Linked DNA regions of Mus musculus: region 1 is linked to region 2. A link is a contact called in public promoter capture Hi-C data. All regions are on one chromosome and are shown on one strand. Each heading gives the region's core, a stretch centred on a gene start, on an enhancer-like site or on the middle of the called end of the contact. The rest is flanking DNA. Distances are from core to core; before and after follow the strand shown.

Region 1 (4,812 bases), core at 1,439-3,938, 540 kb before region 2:
GCTGAATCCTTTGCACCATAAAATAAGCAGCTGCACGTGTTCTCCTAAACATACTGTCTGAGACTCAGCGAATGTGCACAGGAGAAAACGATGAGACAGAGGGAACTGGGGGATTGAACCCAGGTCCTCAGGCACACCAGCCAAGGGCCTTCCTTACCACTAAACTACACTGCTAGGCCTGTAAAACGAACTCACATAGTTCCTCTTTTGAAAGAAAAAGGAAGAAAGACAAAGGGAAAGGGCAGCCCATCAATATCCACAGTCCCATCACAGGAAGTACACAGTCCTGTACCACAGACACACATACAGAGCATCTAGCAGTGCACACACAGGAGATGGCTCCAGAGACTGGAGGTATGGCTCGGTTAGACTCAGCAAACCTGTGCACCTTCCCACAGCCACCCTCCCTCCCCAAACACACCAAAAAAAGAAGGAAATGACTGTATGTCAGGACTAGATGGAACTAACCTCCACCCCCCCCCCACCAAATTCAAATCTGTTTTATTTTAAAATCATGTTATTCATTCTTGTTGGTTTGTTTTGTTTTAGAGTTTCATGTAGCTCAGGCTGACACTGAACTTGCTGTGTATGGGGGAGGCACTGAACTCCTGACTCTCCTATTTTCCCCTCCCACTGAGTTGAGCTTAAAGGTGTGCCTGGTTTATGTAGGACTGGGGAGCAAATCCAGGGCCTTGTTGATGAGAGGCGAGCACTCTACTAATTCTACTGAGTGACAGCCTCAGCCCTCAGCCCCTGCCAAGCCCTCTGCGTGTCCCAGCACATTACTGATGAGTACCACAGACTCAAGCAGACTTTTGACAAATATAGTTTCTCGATTACTCACTCAACAAGCTAGAAATAGTCTTCTGCAACCTCAAAAAGAGTGGTTTCGAAAACCCACAGTAAGAACGCTCAATGAGGCCAGCGAAATGCTTTCATCTTGCAATCAGAAGCAAAATGAGAACGTCTCCACTTGCTATGGCCAGTCAGTGTTGTGTTGGAAGTTTTAGACAGCACAGTTAGACAAGAAAAGGCAGTGAAAGGTTGGAAAGAGAGCTATAAAATTATCCCCCTTTGCAGGACACAGGGGCAGGGGATGCAGCTTGGTGGTAAAGTACTTGCCTAACATGTACCAGACTCTGGGTTCAATCCCCAGGGCAAAAATCAAACAAAAATCAGATATGATCTTGTATAGAAAACCTCAAGGAAGCCACAAAAAAAAATTTTTAAATAAACAACTTACACAAGTTTGCAAGATACAAGACCAAACACATACACAAATCACTTGTATTTTTAGACAAGTGATACAACCTCAAAAGAAAAATTAAGAACCTTTTCCATTTGTAAGGGCACAGAAATGAAACACGGCTGTATTAAATATGCACAAGATGTTAAATATGCACTAAAGAAATGGAAGACCTTCCTTGTTCGTGCACCAGAAGCCAGTATCTTAAGATGGTGCTATTCGCAGGGGTGGTGGCCCATGCCTTTAGTTCTAGCAGACATAAGCCCAGCTCTGTATGTTTAGAGCCCACTGAACTACATAGTGAGTTCCTGGCCAGCCAGAGCTACATAGTGAGACCCTGTCCTAAAAATAAACTAAAATAAAACATAACAAAATAAAAAATAAAATATGATGTTACTAATGCCCAAACTATCCCTACAAAACAAAACAAATAGTGCAAGTCAGATGTGATGGAGATCCTGGAATGAAGACAAGAATATTGACACAAAGACATAGAAGTGAAAGAGAAAGGTAAGTCCCAAAGTAGAATCACACTGATGGGCAATTGATGGAGAAATTCAGAAAACAGACAGGAAGGTCCTTTTCAACATAAAAATAAGAATATGCAATACGATTCCATAAAGATAGGCATTGTTAAGTCATCCATGGAATGCAATTCTCTCAAGTCCCCAAAACAAGCTTTGCAAATCCCTGCCCCAAGAATCTAGCCACATACTTTTTTGATTCCGTTTATATACAATGCAAATTAAACAACCCTAGAGACAGACAGCACTCTGGTCATAGCCCAGGACTGGGGTAGGGGCAAGTGGTGGGCGGAGCGAAGCTCTCTGGTTCTGGACTGTGTTCCTCAATAAATAGTTTTCCTTGGCGTGATGAGAACAGTCCAGGGTTATCACAAGTGCACAATTAGGCTAACGTACAAAACAGACTGTAGTTTACACTTTTGATTTTTATGGAAACATCAAGTTACTAATACTGCTGTTTAAAATTATAATAGACCCCTGGTAGCCCACGCCTTTAATGCCAGCATAGGAAGGAGGATCTATTTGTAAGTTCGAGGCCAGCCTGATCGACATAGTGAATTCCAGGACAACCATAGCTATGTAGAGAGACTATATATATATGCAAACCAAAACCATAAAAGCCTTAACAAAACCAAAATAAATAATTGACTGGAACTAATCCTGATCTCTACTAATTCCAGAGCGAGGTAAAAAGAGCGCAGTGGGCGGAGCTTGGAGCGGAGGGGCGGGGCGGGGCAGGTGCCAGGGAAACCGGCGGAATAAACCATCCGCTCCTCCCCCTCCCTCCTCGCTTCCCCGCTCCCTTCCCACCGCCCTCCAGAACGGCAGAAAAACCGGCAGAGGTTCTCAGAGCCCCGTGTCACTCACCGGCTGACCGCAAGAGCCCGGAACCGGAAGCGCTGGCTCCATCTTTGTTATGGGAAAAGCAGAGTTTAAAAGGAAGTTGTTGAACCCGTCTTTGCTGAGGCGAGAAAAGGTCAAGGCAAGTCAGCTGCGGCCATCTTAACTGAGGGCATTTGCCTGAACTCCTGCAGCAGGACGGTCATCTGGGATATTTAGTTGCTCTAAGTGTCCTTGTCCGACTCCAAAGAAACTGGGAAACTGTTAACATGCAAAGTCTCTTAAAAAGGACATAAGACGAAAACTGGCCTTGGAAGTACAGTCTGAACCCGAGGCCTTGGGAGGACGTTGTGAGGCAAGACGATCAGGAGCTTTAGGCTAGCAAAATTCTCTCAGACAGCATTAAGAATAATTTAATATTGTTACATGGATTCTATTCGGGCTAAAATTTCAGGACCACACAAAAGAACAAAAGGGTTGACTGTTGAAAGACAAAATTCGAGGGGCTGGGGATATGGCGTAGCATGTGAATCGGTGTCTGGAATTTGGTCCCAAATTCCACCCCTCTCAAGAAAGCACACAACCAGAACAAACTCAGCCTAGAGCTAGTGGAGAGTTCTAGAGCAGCATGGATCTGCTTATGGGGAGACGTCCCATATTTTCTTATGGGAGAAATGGAAAGAGAATGAAAAGCCCAAGTTCTAGGGTACTATCCTTATAGGTTTAAACAAAGGAGATTGTGTTGAGCAGAACTATGGAGAAAGCAAGCTTGTTTCAAGTTCATTTAAGTGGCACTTAGCACAAAAGATTCCATTCCAGTTTGGTTCTGTCCACTGGGCCTACTACTGTAAAAAGCTAGTCTAAAACAATTCTGTTTAATTGGACGGTTTTCTCCCCCACCATAGTCTTGAGGGGTCCAGTATATTTACAGCCCCTCCAGATCCCTACCTTTGGGTGAGACCCCACACATTAGGAGTCCTGCAAGTTAGAGGAATGTTTTCAAATTACTGCTTTAGGGGCTAGAGAGATGGTTTAGCAGTAAGGAACATGGGCTGCTCTTCCAGAGGACCTGGGTTCAGTTTCCAGTGTTTACATGACAGCTGACATCCTTTTCTAAACCCAGTTCCAGAGAACCCATTGTCCTTTTCTAACCTCCAAAGGCACCAGGCATACACACAGAAAATATTTTAAAATATTTAAGCGTTGTGCTTGAGCCAGTTGTGGTGATAAATGTCTTTAGAATCCACTGCTCAAGTGGCTGAAATAGGCTGTTCTCTGTGAACTCAAGGCCATCCTAGTCTAGTTATCTATTCCAGGCCAGCCATAGATAGATAGTAAAACGCTGTCTCAAATAAATAAATAAATAAATAAATAAATAAATAAATAAATAAATAAATAAATAGTTATCTATTCCAGGCCAGCCATAGATAGATAGTAAAACGCTGTCTCAAATAAATAAATAAATAAATAAATAAATAAATAAAATAAAAGCAAATAGTGCTTGAGGTTTGGCCATTCAATACTATATACTGTGAAAGTGTGTGCACATGTCTTAGTTAGGGTTTCCATTGCTGTGAAGAGACAAGTCAACTCTCATATGTGACAACATTTAATTGGGGCTGGCTTACAATGTCAGAGGTTCAGTCATGGTCATGTGCAAGCAGTCTTGGTGCTAGAGAAGGAGCTGAGAGTTCTACATCTTGATCTAAAGGCTGCCAGAAGACTAGCTTCCAGGCAGCTAGGAGGAGGGTCTAAAAGCCCACCCCAACAGTGACACACCCTCTCCATCAAGGCCACACCTAACAGTGCCATTCCCTGGGCTAAGCAAGTTCAAATTACCATGTCAGACAAAGACCTCATCTCTCCCCAGCTCCACCTCCTCCACACTGGTTTCATTGCTTGTTCTTTCTTGCCCTGAGTTTTCCTTCCTCACAGCTTCATTCCTTAGGAACAGTTTTTTCTACTTTCTGGTCCTTATAATATTCAGATATCAGCTTTAGAGAGTTCTCCCTGCCAGAACCTCCCCTGACTTGTCAAATAGGCGTTGACTGTTCCTTCCAAGAGACCTCGCTTTCCACTTATCTCTTTAAATCCTTTTGCTCTTCCTTCTTTTCCCACTATGCAGTAGCTCTCTGAAGGGCAAGGACAAGTATGTTTTGCATACTTCCATCCAGATCCCAGTTCAGTGAGCCAGGTTGGTGT
Region 2 (5,097 bases), core at 1,780-4,279:
CCATGTCATTTTTGAATTGATGACGATAAAATGCTTATTTGTAAGAGTGACCCTCATACATAGGAGTGACTGTAGCTGGCAGCTAATCCATCCTTATACACACTTAGAAATTCAAGAGTATTTCTAACATTTTCTCTGGCGTTTACATAAAACAAACTGTGTCTGAAAAAGGCCAAAGAATTAAATGTCACCCGTGTGTCACTGCACTGAGTGAATCTTTTGTATGCATGACCGCACTCAGTCCTCATTAGAGCCTTGAAAAGTTGAAGTCAGGGAAACCCTTGATGTCACCTCCTGTTCACCAGTGGTAAAATGTAGTACTTTGTCCAGAAAGAAAGGGAGGGCGTGAGATTAAAAAGTCAAGGGTCTTGAATGTTATGCTTTGGAAGAGACTAGATTCTGTTTATCTTTGCTGGGTCATTATTTAGACAAAGGGGCCCCAAAGGATTCTCAGAAGGGATGTCAAATGGTCAGTTGTGTTTTGAGATGATAACAAAGATGGTTTTGGGAGGCAGCTCTTAAGAGGTTGGAGAGTTAAAAACAAGAGACGGTATCTGCAGGTACAGAACACTTCCCCTGTTCAAGCTGACTGCAGGTGACTGAGTGGACACAGCGTCAAAGACAACTTCAGGGTTTGGGGTAGCAAAAACAGAGAACTCAGATAAAGAACACTCTGTGAAGGAAAGATGAGACTAGGGATGACTGCAGTGCAGGGGAGTGGCTGGTTTCAGGACCCCTGGCCCCAGGGCACAGAAAGCTTCAGCTAGGCTAGTCTGGTAATCTTTATATACACTGTTTGCCTGTAACCTACAGAAACCTCTCTAGACTATTGTACTTCCGAAGGCAATGCAAATACCATGTAAATAATTGTGTTCTGTGAAGGACAGAGAGACACAGGGAAGGCTCTGCATACATTCAGTACAAAAGTGCCCTAAATAATTATCTTGGCACTATCAAATCAGGAATCTCGCCAATGCTTGGAAAGTTTTGATCGACAGTTTTTGACTCGGTACATGTACACTCTGGGGGGGGGGCACACACAAATGGGGCATTTATAGTTTCTGGAAACATTTGGGAAGTGTGTCTAGAAGTTCAGAAATGACTGGTCTGGAAAGAGAGGTAATGGGGGAAGAGGGTGGTGAGAAGCAGAGAGCATGGGGAGCCTGAGGAGAAAAGGGCATCAAGGGGACCAACGTCTTTAGAAGCCCACACCTGAGAAATCCTTCCATCACCAACCTGGGTGGAAAAGAGTGGGACAGTCAGGAAGGCTGAGTGGCTTTATCACATAAAAACATCTCCAGGAGGGGGTTAGTCAATGGAATGTTACTAAGCCAAGGAAGGAAAAAAAAAAAAAAAAGATCTGTAAACAGGCAAAAGGATTTGGCACTTAGAAGGTCACAGATGACGTCTGAGAAAGCGGGAGACTGATGGTGCTTTATAGTGCTTGTTGAGTGCGGAGGGTGGGGGAGGAAGAGATGCAGGAAACCAGGGAGGGAGGGGGGAAACCCGGAGTGAGGTAGTGCTTTAGGATTGGAGGTAAAACTATAAAGGGGGAGTTAGGGAGTGGGAGACAATATATATGGGGGGAAATGAAGAAAAGAGATGAACTGAAAAGATCAGGGGTTCTTGATCTTGGAACAGGCCTTCTATTCCAAAAGGTTCCATATTGTGGAGCAGAACACACACATTATGTTTTTAAGGGTGGCTGGAAACTCTGGCATAGAAAGAGTTGTGTGCTTCTCTGGTGCTGGTTACAGAATCATCTCTTTTCTTCATCTTCAGTGAAGATGAAATACTAACCTATGGTCTTCCAGGGTATGCTGGATTTTACAATTCAACTTACTGTTTTTTAGGGTTTTTTTTTTTTTTTTTTTTTTTTTTGAGACAGGAGTCTAAGTAGCCCAGGCTGACTTCAAATTCATCGTCTTCCTGCCTCTGCCTGCAAAATGCCGGGATTACAGGTGTGCACCACTAAGCCTCACTGGTTTTATTTTAGTGTGAGACTTAGAGAATTATATATTGATTCTCTCAGCTCGTCCGCACTAGCCTACTTTATAAAATGCCCGTCTTTGCTGGTTACGGCATGCCTCTATTGATCAGTGTGCTACCAGTCCTCAAGACTGCCAAACATAAACAATTCAGGAATAAAATCTGCTTTTTGTTTTTAAAGATGAGGTCAGCTGTGGTCGACCATTCTTTATGGCTCTCCGGAGTTGCTTGGGGATGAAAGGAATTACTGGGTTAGAAAAACAACCAAGACAGTGGTTTCAAGATGGAAGACAGAAGAGAGAGCTAATTATTAGGGTTTTGTTTGTTTTGGTGGAGGTAAGAACGTGGTTTAGTTACAAGTTAGTATCTTAGACCACCGCCTGCAGCATCACCTAGAAACTTCCTGGAAATGCAAATTTCGAAGCCACACTTCAGTTTCAGCACCGCTGGGGGTGGTACCCAGTTTTAATGATGCCCCCCTGGGCAAGACTGCCCGGCCTAAGTGCTATGTGTTTATTGACACGCGGCCTTTTGACTCACAGCCTAAGTGCCCATCCAGCAGGCATTCCTTGGGGGGTACACTTGAGAAATACAGAATAGCAGGTTGCCCCCAAACCCGCTCTATCAGAACACACGCCCCAGAGAAATCAAGCCTGGTGTGTCTTCTCCCGCGTCAGCATAAGCAAGGAGGCTCTCTTTCCCCAGCGAGTTCGGAAGCCTGACGGCCCAATTGGATACGCCGCGAAATTGCTTTAAAGCGGGTTACCCACTGAGCCGGGTACACTGCACCCCTCTCGCTGTCACCCCACAGCTACTGCAGGGCTTGGGGTCCTGCAGGGTAGAAAGGAGGCTCTGAAGGGGAGAGCCTGCGAGCGTCGAGCATCCTAGGCGGCCCCCCCGGAGCAGGTGTGTGGGGAAGGGTCTGCGGCTCGGCGCCCCGGGGCGCGCGGGCGGAGCCGGGGGTCGGGCGGGGAGGGGCCGGCGCGCGGGGCGGGCGGCTGCGCGGCTCCCGCCCCCGGCCCGCCCCTCCGCGGCGCCATTTTGCAGGCGGCTGCCGCGGGGACCCAAGGCGGCGGCAGGCACTGCGGCGCGAGCGGTGCGATCGGCGGGACGCGAGCCCAGCGAGCTGCAGGCAGGTGAGAGCCGGGCCGCCGCGCCCCACGCCCCACGCCGGGTCCGCGGCAGCACCTGCCGGCAGCCCCGGTTGCTCGCCGAGCCCACGAGGCCGGCCCGCGCGGCCCCCGCGCGCTGTCACCCACCCGCGGCGCGGCCTGCGCCCCCACGCCGGCTCGCGCGGCCCGGCGGCCCCGGCTGCAGTGTCAGGCCGTGCGTCCCCGGCGCTCACTGCCGCCCCGCCGGGTGCCCCCGGGACAGCCACCGTGGGCTCGCCGTGCTGCGTGGCTTGCTGCGCGCCCCTCCCCAGGTGGTGCGCCCCGCATCCCCGCGCCCGGGGATTCAGGGTCAGCCCGAGGGGCGGGGGATGGCGGTGCTGTTTCCAGTCTGGCTTCCTTCCCTCTTTGCGGAAGGCGACACGGAGTAATTTTAGATGCCGCTGCACCAACCTTGCGACCTTTCACGCTGGCCTGCCCCGCAGGGGTCCGGGGTCGCCTTGTTGCCTGCGCTCTTGACCGAGAAATTGACATTGGAGTGTGATAACTTGAAGGTGAAGAATTGTCTTCATCGTTTGGCCGGAGATGTCCCATTAGATGTGTAGCCTATGGGAACTCGGCCTTCATTCCGGATGAGGGGCTTTAAGCGGGTCTGATGGGAAACTCCTGATTTTCAGCGCAAGGGGTGAGGGCAAGTGCACAGGGAAGAAAGTTAGCTTTTTGAAGGCTACTTGGGGTTGGGGCATTTGTAGTAGCTGTTAGTCTGCTTTTTGCGGTGCTGGGAGACCGGATGATGGCGAAGATGCTATCCCTTCTGACGCTTGGGTCCTCTGAACTAAGGCGGCCAGGGATGTGAGGATCTGGTATCTGAGTCCTGAGACAGCCTGGTTTGAGCTGTCATTAACTGGCCATGTGACTTCCCTTAGGCAGTTTTCTCCTTTCTGAAGGCTAGGCTAGGTGGCTGAAATTTTTCTGTTTTTTGTTTGAGTGCTATTGGGCTGAGGCCTCACCTGCTCCGTTTCTCTCATCTGCCCTTTCATCTTGTGTGACTTTGCTGGCCTGCTCCTTTAAGGTGTTTGACTCTGGTGAAGTTTGTGAGAGGCCTTCTTCACCTCTTAGAAGTTCAGGATTCTCTGCTGGGTTATAGTTGACCTTATCAGGGTCACTTTAGAACTACTCTCTATGCTTAGCTCATCCAAAAGTTAATAGCTTTGGGCAGTTGAGGCTGTCCACCGTGTTAGCACTCATGACACACCTGGTAGTTAGTTAAAAGGAGGCCCTGAGCATCCTCAGGCAGACATCAGCGAGGCATGAGGTATCTGTTCTCTAGACAATGTCTTTTGCTCAACTGTTAACTGATTCTTTCTTTTTATACCAGAGTATTTCCATCACCCCGACTCCCACCACTGTTTTATTCTTGTGGGAAGTAATTTCTGTAAGAAAGTAGGTGTTTGCCCGGCGGTGGTGGCACGAATCCTTAATCCCAGCACTCAGGAGTCACAGGCAGGATTTCTGAGTTCAAGGCCAGCCTGCTCTACAGAGTGAGTTTCGGGGCAGCCAGGGCTACACAGAGAAGCCTTGTCTTGACCACCACCACCTTAAAAAAAAAAAAAAAAAAAGGGAGGAAAGAAAGTGGGTGTTTGAGTGGCATTTTTTTTTTTTTTTCTTTTTGTCCTGGCTGACCTGAAACTTGCTCCAGGCCAGCCTCAAAGTCAGGGAGAGCTTCTAAGGTCCAGTTTAAAGTTCCACCCCTTGCCCCTTACTCCAGATACTTGCCTGGTACTTAGTTTTCTGAGTATGGCACATTATGCTGAGATTAAAACCTCTACTAAAAAGCAATTAGGCTGGGTGTGGTGATGTAAATGTATAATCTTAGCAACTCAGCCCAGCTGGTGGAGATGGGAAGAAGACAGGCCAGCCTGGGATAAAGGGCAAGGCCTAGCCTTGTAAAACTACACAGAATATTGATTTATTTTGAGACAAGGTCTTTATATGCAGC

The links. Promoter capture Hi-C pulls out the DNA fragments that hold promoters and counts their contacts.
Region 1: a promoter capture Hi-C map of pre-B cells shows a contact between it and region 2, with 4 times the contacts expected there. The contact joins the promoter of Shld1 here to the promoter of Slc23a2 in region 2. A contact is called at or near these places in 3 of 39 promoter capture datasets (liver, neural stem cells and pre-B cells), 1 of 484 Hi-C or Micro-C datasets (embryonic stem cells) and 1 of 115 datasets of contacts at active chromatin or transcription factors (embryonic stem cells).

What each region holds. Positions count from the first base shown.
Region 1 is chr2:132,684,807-132,689,618 of GRCm38.p6, reverse strand. Shld1 (shieldin complex subunit 1) reads right to left here and starts at 2,688. Exons shown (of 3, transcript NM_001358260.1): 1 at 2,638-2,688.
Region 2 is chr2:132,143,040-132,148,136 of GRCm38.p6, reverse strand. Slc23a2 (solute carrier family 23 (nucleobase transporters), member 2) reads left to right here and starts at 3,029. Exons shown (of 16, transcript NM_018824.2): 1 at 3,029-3,125. Gm14051 (a long non-coding RNA gene) reads right to left here and starts at 4,558. Exons shown (of 3, transcript XR_866753.3): 1 at 3,552-4,558.